Regions from separate parts of the Rattus norvegicus genome. Here region 2 is linked to region 1. A link is a contact called in public Hi-C data. All regions are on one chromosome and are shown on one strand. The core of a region is the stretch at or near the end of the contact, and the rest is flanking DNA. Distances in the headings are between cores, read along the strand shown. Region 1 overlaps LOC120093570 (a long non-coding RNA gene). Region 2 has its middle 190 kb from the start of Cs-ps1.

The links. Hi-C and Micro-C count contacts between places; a contact is called where the count stands out from the background.
Region 2: a contact with region 1 is called in a Hi-C map of Schwann cells, with 3 times the contacts expected there. The contact joins two enhancer-like sites. A contact is called at or near these places in 7 of 12 Hi-C or Micro-C datasets (Schwann cells, frontal cortex, hepatocytes and 3 more).

What each region holds. Positions count from the first base shown.
Region 1 is chr7:36,194,558-36,201,764 of GRCr8, forward strand. LOC120093570 (a long non-coding RNA gene) reads left to right here. Exons shown (of 5, transcript XR_010053258.1): 2 at 6,537-7,207. Among named protein-coding and RNA genes, the nearest start is that of Dusp6, 220 kb to the left of the region's middle. Within about 2 kb of position 3,079, at least 14 of the 93 cell types and tissues checked have an H3K27ac peak or open chromatin away from gene starts, as enhancers often do. A contact at or near this core is called in Schwann cells, where this site is marked.
Region 2 is chr7:36,294,758-36,301,964 of GRCr8, forward strand. No RefSeq gene overlaps it. Among named protein-coding and RNA genes, the nearest start is that of Cs-ps1, 190 kb to the right of the region's middle. Within about 2 kb of position 4,109, at least 2 of the 93 cell types and tissues checked have an H3K27ac peak or open chromatin away from gene starts, as enhancers often do. A contact at or near this core is called in Schwann cells, where this site is marked.

The DNA of each region.
Region 1 (7,207 bases), core at 1,829-4,328:
GGATGTCTTTGGATGGTTTATGGCTCAGTCCTCGATAGCCTGAGCTGGTTTTTGCATTCCTTTTCTTTATCTTTATGGCCTGCTACTCCTGAGTCTGTGGCTTTTGGGGCTTATTCTTTTAATTTTATATTTTTAAACCTTAAATTTGTATAATTTTCCTTTCAAGTTCACCAAGAAATTCTCAAGCAGTGGCAAGCGTCCTAGTTCAAGTTGTCCCTAGGCTGTATAGAGTGCTCATCTTCTATGTAGGAGGCCCTGAATTTGATCCTCAGATCCATAAAGCAAAGCGAAGCAAAACAGAAAAGTTCTTTTCTTAACACAGGGATGTAGTTTATTGTTGTTATTTATTTATAATTTATTATTATTATTTACATATATTGTTATCATTTTCTTGATGTAGATTTTATTATTATTATTTAAATTAAGGAAAGATGGATTAAGAAGTCTTATCAGGACACAAATGGAAAAATCATGAAGTGGGAAAGGGCTTGAAGGTAGAGGTGGTGACGGAGATCTGGGAGGGAGATGAGAGAGTATGTATCAGAGTCGTTAGACTGTATTATACGTGTATATAAAATTGCCAAAAGGACAAATTTAATAGATGTTTCACACACACACACACACACACACACACACACACACACACACACCCTCATACAGCTAGTCCAGGCTCTCTGAGACCAAAACGAGATGTTGGACTACTATGACTCAAGCCTTCTCAACCTTTGCAAATGAACTTGTAATACAGACAGCTATCAACCATAATGAAAATGACTGCAGCACCCACAAATCCAGGTTATATAGGATTTATGTCTTTGCTGGCTTCTGTGCACAGTGAGAGAACACAGGACCCACCACCAGGCTCTGAGATCACAGACAATTGATCAAGACAAAAGATGGTGTCTTAGTTAGGGCTTTACTGTGGTGAGCAGGCACCGTGACCAAGGCTACTCTTATAAGGACAGCATTTCATTGGGGCTGGCTTACAGGGTCAGCGAGTCAGTCCATTATCATCAAGGCAGGAGCATGGCAGCATCCAGGCAGGCATGGTGCAGGAGGAGCTGAGAGTTCTATATCTTCATCTGAAGGCAGCTAGGGTGAGGGTCTTAAAGCCCACAGCCACAGTGACACACCCACTCCAACAGGGCCACACCTTCTGAAAGTGCCACTCCCTGGGCCAAGCATATACAAACCATCACAGAAGGGAAGGATAGACATATAAGGATAAAATAATTTAATGAGGTTCAAAAATTCACCACATTGGGTACCTACTCTACCCAACATGGCAGATGGGTGGTGGCAGAGAAGCACGGAACTTATTGCAACATTAGGGGACACTTGAGAACATTTCTCCCAAATCAAGTAAACTTTCACGAATTAACATCTTCCCTGGGAGACTCATCAGAGACAATCTGGCCGACAGTATGAAGATAACAGAGCAGACATCAAATGAACATTGTTCATACCACAGCAATTACCGAGAAAACAGACATCTTATTTTATACTCCACTCAAACTTTTTTGCCTACAAAGCTTCAACCTATCAGCCTTTGAAATTTTGTAAGGTTTTATTTTTACAAAGCCACGGGTATAGGCTCTCGTTCATATTATATCTTCAAAATGTGATAAATTGTAGGCTACTGAGTTTACGTATTCACTCAATAGATATTGGCCTTGGGCTTAGAGTACAATGTTTCATTAGCTCTCTCGTAAAATATGAGACAGATGCAAAGGCAAAGAGACTACCACAGTTCAGTATGATACACGACTGAAAACGTTTTTGTTAGCCAGATGGTAGAAACACATGCATTTAATCCCAGCATTCTGGAGGCAGAGGCAGGCAGATTTCTGAGTTCAAGGACAGCCCGGTCTGTAGACTGGATTTCAGGACAGCCAGATCTACATAAAGAAAACGGGTCTCCCCGGAAACCAGACAAAAACAAAACACAAAGCAAAAAGCAAAAAGACAATGTTTTTGTTGTCACGGATGTTTGTTAAGAATATAGATGTAGCTACCTGTTAGGAAATTGTCCCCTTGCAGACGCCTCTGAGAGTGTAAATGTGTTAACGTACTTGAGGCGATTAAAGCTCCCTAACGTGCTTCTTGAAGACTGTGAGGCTGTCTCCATACAGCACTGTTCTGACTAAATGTCTCATTCCGTTCAGCTAAATGGTTGGTTTTATTTTTCCCTCAGCAACAATTGCTTGGCTGTTTTTATATCATTCCTCATAGGACTTCTTCTTTCATTTATCCGCTTCATGCGCTTCCCTGGTATTCATTCTGACAATAACAGCAGCTGCGGCAGCTAAAGGAGAATTAAGCGGAAATCCCCGGGAAGGTTTTTGCTTTTGAACAATTCCTTTGCAATATTGCCTTTGGCTGCTTTCGTCTTTGAGTGAGCGACCTTTGTAGTTCTGGCCTTAAAGAAGGCTGCTTGGAACTGGAAAATGTGGTTCCATCAGCAAAGCGCCTGAGCACACAGACGTCAAACACGAAGACGTAGGTTCATATTCTTCGCACCCACGTAAAAGCTATGCAGGGTGGCAATGGACTGTAGCCCAGCTTTCCCGAGATCCTTTTCTCCAAGAGAGAAAAAAAAGAACATTTACAGAACTTAACCACCCCTCCTCCCACCCCCGCGGTGTATATATGTGCGTAATTGGCACAGTTGTTCATATGCATCTGCACATACGTGCCATGCAGCAATGTGTGCAGGTCAAGGGCAAAGGGTCAACTGTCTTCCTCAGTCACTCTCTCCCTTCTTTTGTGAGACAGTCTCTCAGAGAATCAGGAACTCACTGATTGTCTAGACTGGCTGCCGGTAACTTCCAAAATTCCACCAGTGGATTTGAGAAAGAAATAAATGCATGTTTTTATTTGTTTATATTTGACAAACGTACGTCGCCAGTTGACCTTTATATTGCAGTATTTCCATGCACTTGATTTTTCCTTTTGATTTGTAACGGAAAGACAATGAAAACAGGCAGATTACAGCTACAGTCCAAAGGACCCAAGAGGCTTAAAAGATCAGGGCCCAGAGTAGGGAGGGAGGTTCTCCACTGGGCACACCCAGGAATTCTCAGAACAGGCCACATTCCTGCAGGACAGAGACCCTTTGAGAAAAGGCTTTTCCTCAGTGACAGTGTAGCTTGCCCTTGCCCTTGGGGCATGTTGGGTAAATAGTTAAAGAATGCCTCTGTAAGAAACATAGTAACATCTTGCATCTTTCTCCCTCTGTAATTTTAGGGTTCTTTCAGTCCGGGGAAGAGAGAATCCTAGTGTTAGCCTCAGTATCAAAGTCTGTAACTGCTCTCAGAGAATAGAAAGCAATTCAATAAGTTAGGGGGTCATAATGCTGTATTGATGGAACTTAGGCCTTGGAGTTCTGAGCTGAACAGTCTTTGTATTTTGTGGCAGGAAGAGCTCAAGTTTCATCTTTTATTCTGGTGTGAATTCATCATTAATGTGTTTAAGGAGTAGATGCAGGCTTGGCCTGTACAATCTTTCTTTATAACATTAAACAGTAGATTTAATAAAAAAGCCTCCCGGCCTTTGCAGGCAGTATAAGTGACTGATAAGAACGGAAGCAGAATTGATACGGTTTGATCGTCACCATAGCGAAGTAAGTCCAAATGGACCAGGGAATGCCCTGGGGAGTAGGATATACAAAACACCAGCTAGGGAGATGCTGATTAAGACAGGATACAGGCCAGTAGATGCAGGAAGATATGGGATGCCTCAATTAAAGTTGGAGAAGAAAATCGTTAAGGATAAGCATGAAATGGCTAGACTCTCCAGTTTTAGGATATATAATCATATCAAAGGAAACACACACATACACACATGCACACATGCACATATGCACTCTCTCTCACACACACACATACACACGCACGCACACACGCACACACGCATGCACTCACACTCTCGCAGTGCTCCAGCACTTCCAGGATAAAAACTAAAGTGATGTTTGCATAATGCACTCCATCTATGTGTACTGGAAAGACAAGTTGGAGTATTGATCAGTAATGTAAACAAATGCATGCCAATCACAGGCAACAGCACCGAATGTCCTTACAGTGGTAGTTAGATGGAGCCATCCCGACCTAGAAGAACGCCTGCACTGTAAGTCAGAGGGAACAATGGCTTCGGAATGCGTGGCTAACTACACTACTACCACTGGGGGACAAAAGATCAAGAACATGGCTAGCTCACACAGCTATGGTAGAGGAAGGAGCTCAGAGGAGGCTTCAGCTAGTGTACTCTACTTCTTGGCCTGGATTGCACCCTTTACTTAGATAGGTCCTTAAATTTTTATATATCTTTGTGTGTGTGCAGTTTGTATGGTGTAATAAAAATAAAAATAAAAACATAAACACAAACGCTGAGGCCAACATGCACGATGAGATCATCCATTATCCATTATCCATTATGCTGAATTGGGGCTCGCTGATTGGAAGGCAGTTGGGGTTGGCAGCTCTGAGCAAGGCGTGTTCTACAATCCACGGGTCTCTTTTTCATGGGACATAACTGACTGTGGTCCAGAATCTGCTTGTCATATTTCAAAACCCCACTTGATTATACCAGAGTCGTTCCTTCCTGCGCCTACCCTTAGACCCACCATCTCGAGGGTCAGCTAGCGATGGAGTAGCGAGGCTTTACTATTTTAAGTGAGAGCTGCCTGGCAACGTCTGCGTGGCCGAGGACTCTTATTTTCATTCCAGTCTGCTCGCCTCCTAAACGACGAGCGCATTTGTTTTTGTCAGACTCCTTCTACCTCAAGAGGCACAGGCTGTGTTCCATAGATAGCAGCGGGGAAATATGTTTAGTGGTACCTTTTCTTTTTCCATTTTCCTTTTTTTTTTTTTAATCTCTAAACACATGAGCAGAAAAATATCTGAGAGGTGTTTTTGTCTGACTAATTAGGTTAGAAATCTCAGGGGGATGGTCCTATTTGCTACAGTTTAATGGAAATCCTTTAGCTTCTGGTGCAGAGTCTTCCGAGAACAGATTTCTCTTTGGCACTTCCTGTTGAACTTGGCAGCGGGAGTGGGGCATAAAGAAACCCTGATTTACTTCATGATTTGAGAGACTTCGTAAATTGGAGTTTTAGGTAACGTGTATGTAAAGGCTGTGACTTTTCAATTCGTTAGTTCACATTGTTTAGTATGGACTTCTGCACTTCAGGAAAGGGAACATTTATTGGTGATTATCGACTGGTGACCTTTGCCTTCCGGAATTACGCACGGCATTTCCGAAGACCCGCTTTTAGTGTAGGCAAGTCACGTGGTGCACAGGCCAGCTACTTCTTAGAAGCGGTTTTTTTTTTTTTTTTTTTTTTTTTTTCTCTTGCTAGCCTGTGGATGTGCATGGTTGGAGTGGGTTATTCCATTCGCGCTCTCGGTTGGTGGGGAGTTCTCTGAGAAGCGATTTCCTTTTGTCTTCTTCATGTTTAGAAACAGTGCGGTGGGTTATCCATGTAACCCCAGAATTTGGCAAGCTTCATGAGGCAGCAGATTCATGATTTCTATCAGTTTTGGCTCCATAGCAAGACCTTGTCTCGAATACATAAATAAGTAAGCAAGTGTTAAAAAAAAAAAAAAAAAAAAAAAAAAAACACCAAACAACAAAATTCCAAAGACATCTCTTGCGTTTACTAATTTTTTTATCATTCCTTTGATTCTATCTTCTTTAATAAAAGAGATGCTTTAAAAATATACCTTAAGGGCTCAGCAGTTAACAGGACTGGCTGCTCATCCACAGGTCCTCAGTCCAATTTCCAGCACCCACTTGATGGCTCACAACTATCTATGGCTGTGTCCTATGTGACCCAGTGCTCTCTTCTGGTATGTCAACACCCCCCCACACATCCATATACATAAATAAGTAAAAAATAATAAATACATCTCAAAACTAAATTGTACAACAAATGTATATTTAAAACTGTATCATTGGCTTATTGTAATCAGAATGAGTTACTAGAAATCATCAGAATGTCTGAGTCTTTGGACTCATTTTGAGGCAGATTGTAATTATCACTGATAATTAAGATTACTATTAAAAGGAGGGCATCCAGCTGATTTTAAAATGCAATAGTAATAGGATGGTATTATGTGGGGTGACAGGGAGAGGAAACACTATGTGTGATATCAAGGGGAAAACAAACAGAGCACAGGGAATTCGAGGAGATGAATACATGGAGATAATAATTCCAATCTGAGGCCGACTAGGGAAGCAGGGACAGTCATGGAATGATGAGAGGAAATGGCCCTACTCTCCCCACCCAGGAATCACACTGGTGCCTCTTGCCAGCAGAAAAGGAAGGATTCTGGCTCAATTAACAACTGCTTGACGTCTTTCTCACATCTTAGCTATAAAGCTATAAAGCTTTCTGGAAATCTTACCAGAAACTAAATTTAATAGAGAAAAGACATGCGCCAAACCCATCAATATAATATAGCTAGGGCAATTAGTTGTGATTCTTCTTTGAGGAGCCCATTGCTATACTTGGGTTTGTCTTACTGAATCTCTTTCAGAGAGGCCCACATCCAGCCATGCCTTCCTATTGGGTCTGTGAAGAAGCGTATACTGGTAAGTTTTCTGAACTTTTCTTTGGAATTTATGGTTCACTTGTCTCCACAAAGGATCATCCCCCTATAAGCAACATGTATAGGCAAGCATATAGTCTGTGTCCTGTAATCAAACATGTGGCCCCTATAGACAATAAAGACCTAGCTGGCATTTAGTACAAAGACAGCCCTCATGGTTGTTCAGTTGTGGAATATGCAGGGGATCCCTTTCTAGAATTTAAGCACCATGCTGGAAATACCAAAGACTATTAATACCCTGAACATTTTTATACTCTTGACTTGGCACGGGTGCGAGGTGGGACTGGGAACATTTGCAGTGACTATACCGTGAAGGTTGGCAGTCTGGGACTTGGCAATGAGTGATGCTTTCGTCTTGGAGCTGCAGACTGGTCCAAATAACACATTTGTATTTTTGTTCTCTGGAGCTCTAGTCTCTTCTAGTAAAAAAAAAAAAAAAGACTGATTAACATGTAATGGATGTTACCCCAAAATTTGCCTTTGAAAAATATACAATTTGGTGTTTTTAGTTTCGTCCTGGAATTGTACAATTCTTTTTGTTGCTCAATTTAGAAACTTATTTTGGGGACATGTTCCTCTTATTGTTTTCTTCTAATACT
Region 2 (7,207 bases), core at 2,859-5,358, 100 kb after region 1:
CTAGAAGCCAATGGGAATGGAAGACACCATGGAAACACAGCCTTCTAGGCACTTATATGAGCTCATATTGAATGTAGCAGCATGCACAGGGTCTGCGCAGGTCTAAGCCAGATGGAGTCCAGTGCTGAGAGGAGACACATGTCCTCATCCAGAAACTCTTTTCAACTGCTGATCACTCACAAGAGAAAAATTAGTTTTCTCCAATACAAACCACACTTAAGAGCCGGCTCCATGCCCAGCAGTAGATGGCCAGCACAGAATGAACCCAATTTTATTTTTAGAGTTGTTTTTGCTTGTTTGTCCATATGCTTTGTCTGGGCATTCTGTGCCTTTTCTCTGGGCTCTCTTCTCCATGTTCATTCATTTGTTTTGACCTGTTCGAAGCTTTTATTTTCTCTTATTTTATGAATATTACATATACTTTTTTATAGGGTGGGAGATAAGGGTCAGATTTCAAGCACTTACATGTAAGTGTATCTAGTTGAATCTTAAGTGATTTAACTGACTGTGTGTGTTTGTGAAAGCTAAGTGGAACAAACTAGTTTTTACTGGATACATCATGTAACATTGCTATAGTCCACTGTAGCTTCTAAACATGTATTTGAGTTCTTGGTTAAGTATTTAGTGATGGTGTGGGGTTTCTCTGTCTCAGTTGCTGTGTGTCCTTGTGTTATTTTTGCAAACAAATCTCTACGAGATAGATCCAATTCCTGTCTTCATCTTTTAAAAGAGGGAAGTGAGGTTAAAGAGTTTAATAGGTCTCTATTGTACTTGTAAAAAGGTAGAGAATGGGCAGTTAGACAGAATGTTCACACCCCTCCATGTTAATTGGACCCTCTGCATTAACTGCATTAACACAGTTCTTCATCTACTTCTAGAAGTAAGGCAGATGTGATCTTGGGTTTTGGCTATCAATACTGATCACCCTGAAAACTTCTTGTAGCATTAACCAACCTGACTTTTTTCAGAGTCATTTCACTATTGCAGACAAACTGAAGGCAATGGGACTGGGGATAACTAATGCCCCAAACTGGAGACTCTATTGCATGTGATAGTTTGCACAAAAAGCCACATAGTGGCAAGTTGAAAAATATGAGAGCCGGGTTACGGCAGTGCACACCTGCAGTACCAGCACTCTTGAAGCTGAGGCAGGAAGATCAACGTTGTGATACTATGATGAAGATTGAGGGGAGGAGACAAGGAAGAGAAGCTTTGACAGTTGCAGACCCCCGTTATCAAACAGTTCCCTGAGTAAAGAAGTGAATGGCCCGCCATCTTACTTTTGACAATACTGGTTCAAATATATGGAGGTAATAAATCTATATGGTAGGACTGGGACACGACTTAGAGGAAACAGCATAAGCAAGAGTTCAGATGCCAAATGAGCAACTGAGCTAACAAGGAAGACATGTCAAGAACCAGAATCTGTCACAGAGCCAGCATGGTAGGAGGGAACGGAGCCAGGCTTGAAGCGAGCTGCTATGATCTCAGAGTGGGTAGCGTTGTGCTTTTGAAATAACTCCAGGCATTGTTGAGATGATCTAGCTTGATGCTGATCATCCTGTGTCACTTTTCAGGCCTCTCCATGACATAAACACGAGGCTGCTTCCTTCCTTGGTCATATATAATTGGCAAATATTTACTCTCTACCGTCATTCCAAGCACTAAAGATCTTCCCAGTCCTGTTCATGAAGAAACCCCATCTACTCTGGGCCAGACGCTGTCTCTCTGTGCTCCTACAATCAGCCATCATGTCTTTATTGTACCCATGATGAGGAGGCTCTGGGCTTAGTCTCTTGCCAAAATTAGGTGTTTCATTAAAAGAAAACCAATCAACCAACCAATCAAAACAATGACTGCGAAATTACTTTTTCTTTGACATCAAGAAATGCCAAGTGAGTTTTTAGGCTTTGTTTAAAAAAAATGATGAAGTTTGGAACTTTCCAGACGGTGAATGTAGGTGTTTTGTGGGTATTCAATGGTGTTTGAGTCATTACATTTATCACACCATTGTTGTGAGTTATTATTTTTGTCTTTTAATGTTGAATATTCGGAATGGGGGAACACTTCCTTTGCTTTTCAAAATGTTTTTGTGTTCCTGAAGATAGAAATAACGAAGGAGGAAAAAAAAAAAAGAACGAATCGTGCGTTCCGTAAATCAGGATATGATTCTTTATACTGCAAACACAACTGAATATGTTTGTTCTCATGATGCATAGGTGGGGGCATTCAGCCCAGCTGGTGGGCATATTTTCATATTCAAATCCAGCTCTAAAGCCCCCTTCCAGTAAGCACTTCAGCCATCTTAAGTCCGCTAGCCTCACTCACTGGAGCAATGGCATCCATTGATGCTGTGGTAAGGAGCAATTCCACAGTATTCTCACAGTATTGCTATATGTGACAGACAGACAGACAGACAGACAGACAGACAGATAGATATGCATAAAAACTGCACAACACAGGCCCATGCTCGCTAATAGTAACTATCATAATAATAATTTAAGAAAAACACCTCCATTTCTTTTTAAAAAAGGTTTCTTGAGAGATTGTTTAGAGGTGGTACACATCACAGTGCCCACCCCCCTACCCCTACTCCCCCCCCCCCCCCCGTGGAAGTCAGAGAACAGGCTGCAACACACGTTTCTCTTCTTTTTAGGCTAGAATTTAGGTCACGGAGCTTGGCCAAGCAAGTGGTTTTTCTACCCTCTGAACCGTCTTGCTAGTCTTAAGATATTCTTCGCCCCAGGAATCATTTTGGATGTGTGGACCAACTGTCCTTCCATTAATTATAAAGATGAGCTTTGAGTCATTTGTCCTTGGTGTTGGTTTTAAAAGGAAAAGATCCCAGCTCCTATCTAGCTAGGCATCTTTGAGGGAGGGTGACGTATTTTACTTCCCAGCTCTGACCTCATGTCTATGAAATTTGCACGCATGATGTGAAATGACCTTTGATTTTATTGAGCTCTTGGGCAGAGTTACCCACCTCCTTTGCAGGGTGATGAAGCTAGACAGCTGCTTGGCTGGGATAAGGTGAAGTTGTAGATAGCACGCAACTCCTTCCTACCTCTAACGAGAAACCCTTCCAGCAGGCACCGAAGACTCCCGGGCATTTTGCTCCACTCTGGCTTTTCAAGGATCTATTGGCACATTCTCTTCCTGCTTGGTAATTAAGACCAGCTGTCTCCATTTGAAAGGAAGGAATCCCTTTAAAGTCCTCTCCATCCTCTCTAAAATGTGCTACTGAAACATGCTAATTAGTAACTGGACTTAGGACAACACAGACATGTGTTTCCTGTGAGGCTGGAGAAAGAAGAGGAGGAGGAAGAGGAGGAGGAGGAGGAGGCGGTGGCATAGGAACATCTGCTTAGTTGCATATGTGTGTATGTGTTTTAATTTTCAAAATGACATTTTAAAGGAGAATCTTTCTACTTAAGTGTGATCAGTAACCAGGATTGACGGCCCCGGGAGGGGGGAGGGGAGCAATATATTGACTTCTCCGTCTCCCTTAAGCTCACTACTTAAACTCCCCAGTATCCCTCCTCCATCAGCACCGCAGGCTCCCCCTAGCTCATCGAATTAACCGGCCTGCCTTTCACCGTCATATCAGGAATCACTGGACTTCAGAGATGTAAAAAAGAAAAAAAGTTCTCTTTTCTTTGATGACCCCATTCTGTAGTAAACTGATAGCCAAGTGGCTTTGTTACAGTTAGCACACTGGGGGATTTGACAAGAAGGCGCAGTGGTGAAAGGTGGCATTGTGTTAAAAGTCCTTCGCTAAAACTGGGGGAGCCACTGCTTCCCCACCATAAACCGCGATTGTGTGAAAAATCTGTGCTCTTACCAATAATTCCTAGTGTCGGTTGGAGGTTTTAACCTCGCTGGTGATCACTGCCTGGAGGCAGGAACTACTCAGGATGCTGGAAAAGGGGCTGCTTGACTGGTTTGCTTTACAGGGAATAGTGTGGGGGTTTACTTAAGTGGATATGGAAAGCTGGGGGTTGGGGAGGCTGCTTGGGAAAAGAGTGGGCCGCATCTTTCACCTCTAAGATCATTCTCCTGGGGCAGTCGGGCCCAGAGCCTGCCCCAGAATTCCGGCTACTGTCTCGGCTATGCCTCTGAACATCTCAGAGGCGCCTGCTGCTGGAATGTTTTGCGTTTCTGTTGACCTCACCATTGTGTTTCACCAGCTCACAGTTTCAAGTCTTACTGTGGGAGTCTGATAGATTAACAGTCCCTATGGCCAGACTCTACTGTAGGATGGAGAAAGGTCTATTGTTTATGGGAGGTATCGTTTAGGGGGTACACTAACTAGGGGGTACTACTGTTCCCCGCTCCCTTCACTCCCCCACAACAAACTATACAAAGCAGTGAAAATAAAATTTTCCGTGAAGTAATTATACTGTTTTTAGTAAGAAAATATGATCAATAGCTACCACGTAGCTGTATGTTATATCTCTAAGTTACAGAAGTGGAATGCTGCGTGTCCAATGTCCATCACTTATGAGGTCGATAAGGCCTTGCAAAGTCTAGAAACAGAGAGAGCCCACCTGGCCACCGGCCTTCCTCTTAGATTCCAGCCAACATCTGGGAGTCTTCTGCTGAACCCCAGTAAGTTACAAGACTCGGAGGAGAAGCAAGCCTCGTTCCAACATTCTGGATCTCTTGTGCAAGGACCTATCTTAGCGTTCTGGTCACCTATTTTGATAGACCTATTTTGATTGGCTGCCTTGTGCTGCTACGGATGTCCCTAGGTTTTGGAGCTTTGGCTCAGCTGTGATTTCATAGAATAGCTAGTTAAGAGCGACAGAATTGCTGGTTTTCCCCCTAGATGTTGGCTCTTCTATCGGCCACATGCCTTTCTACTTGGACTCTTGGACGCTATTATAACAACAGGCATTTTCATAGTCTCTCTTTCTCCTTGCCTCAACCATCAACTCTAGATAGAAGCAAAGGAATGAGAGGAAAAAAAATATAAATGTGTGTGAGGTATTTCTTTGGCAAGGAGAGCAGATCAGGTCTCTAACCCCAGCATCTGCTCTCCAGCTGGGCCTCCTTCCTGGTCTCCATTACTTTCACCATCAAACTCAAACCACCAGCTAGCAATTCGCACAGGTGCACCTGCGCTCCTCTGAACGCCGCCCGCCCGCCCGGGGTGCTCTTTTTCTCTGCTTCAGCTTCTAGCTTCCAGCTTTATTTGTTTACTTTCAATCTCCCTGACAAACGGTACCTAATCCTCTTCTATCTAGTCCTAAACGTTTGCAAAGCTCAGAGTTTGGGAATATTTCTCATATTTCTAAATGTTTAAAGTATTTCCATGAAGCTAACATAGAAGGGACAAGAGAAGGGGGCGGGTCAGAGAAGGTAAGTGACGCTGGAACTAAGACAGATTAATGCGAAAGAAAGACAGCTTGCTTGGAATGAGCTGTGCTCCACTTCTGGGTTTATAATAAAATACATAACCTCCATCTTTTGATTAAAAACCAAGCCACTTTTAAAATGCTTTATAAAGCTAAGTTTAGATTCTAGATTTCTTAGACTCTAGAATTTAGCATCAGCGTGTTAGAGCCCAGGAGAGCATAGCTAATATTCACTAGCCTTCACTTTCTACCCCATCTTTTCACAGTCCCTCAAAAGGATTTCCATGTGGATCTGTGGACATTCAACCTGCACCTCCAGGGGCCATTCATATCACATCCCTGTACAGGTCATTCTTTAACAGCAGACATCATCTCATTTCACTCTTACTAGGTTATATTTGAGATAGAGGTCTTAGGACATTCAGCACAGGGCCTCAGGCTACTGAAGTGGGAACTTCTGGTGTCCTGGATTAGTGAGTGGGATCTATGGTAGGACAGGTGGTAGTCTGAAGGAGGCATGACCTCTTGGCTCTGTAGCTTCCTCAGCTGTTGAAGAGGACACGGAAGTAGAGTTCCTGGGGCTGAGGCACTCTTGCTGGGGCTAATGATAATGAGGTTCATTATCATTCAACCAGGTTTCTCTTCCTCCGAGATATCTAATGGAGTCGAACTCATTCCTCAAGCAGCATGGTCTGTTGGGTCTCCTGCCAGGAAATCTTAATTCTCCTACTACGGAACTCGTTTGTCCTAAAAAAGCAACAGCGAAAGACCAGAAGTGCCTAAAGCACTGTGCACTCTGTTTCCTTTTAGGAATATCAAGAGATTCGGAAAAGTTAATATGTGCAGAAATGTAGGTGACTAAGCCGTATCAAAAGAAGTATTAAGTACTATAACTGTGCACTCACACGGCACCTTGTTCTTACTCAGAAAGTCTCTGTATTGCTCTACTCTGTGCTTCCTTAGCTCTGTCTTGTTCAGTAATATAATGCAAGTACTTAATTTTATTTTCTACTCTGAGCACAAAACCCAATGTACGTTACTTAGTAGGTGCTCATTAAATAGATGTGGGATAGATAAACCACCTTTTGGCAGCCGGAATTGGTTACTGCAAATGTTTGTGGTATGGTCTGTGCACACCGATAAGGAAAATGCCTGGGGCTGAGCTCTGTGTTGTAGAACCTTCCAGCTCCAGGCTCTTAGTTAGATGGAGAAGGTAGAAGCAACCACGAACCATGTCACTGAGTAGCAACGAGAGGAAATATTCAAGTGGTATTTCCAAGGATTCATTACAAGATACTGACTCTGTGTCATGACAAAATTTGTCTCATCCACAACATCCTGTTATGGGATGTCGTATATGTGTTCTTAGGAGCGGATGAACGTGTGGACTGCTTCTCCAAGGGTTTTGTGACCGTGTATTTTCTCAGCATCTTTTATCTGAGGTGTTTGTGTCACTGTTCTTCTTAATTGGACCTGCTTACTCTGATGACTTGCAGATAATCAGGGCTCAGGAAATAGGTCCAGGAGAGAGACCTTAAAGATGTTTGCCTGATTTCGATTGCGAAACCACTCTGTCAAGTTTCCCCTATCATTTACTCAAGTGGTTGCTAGGTAATTTCTAGTTCAGCTCCACAATTAAAGTGAAAGGGACTAGCAGCCCGTTCATCACTCAGCGGCTCTTCATTCGAGCTGGTCCTGAGCCGGGATCAGATGCAACGAAACGAACCTACAAAACCCAAATGAAGGGCAAAAGAGAAATCCCCTCAGTGAGTCCAACCCTCCTCTTGGAACACTGTAGAATAATAATGTTCTTTTAGGGCTTGGAGAACTATGATTAAGATTCTCCCCTT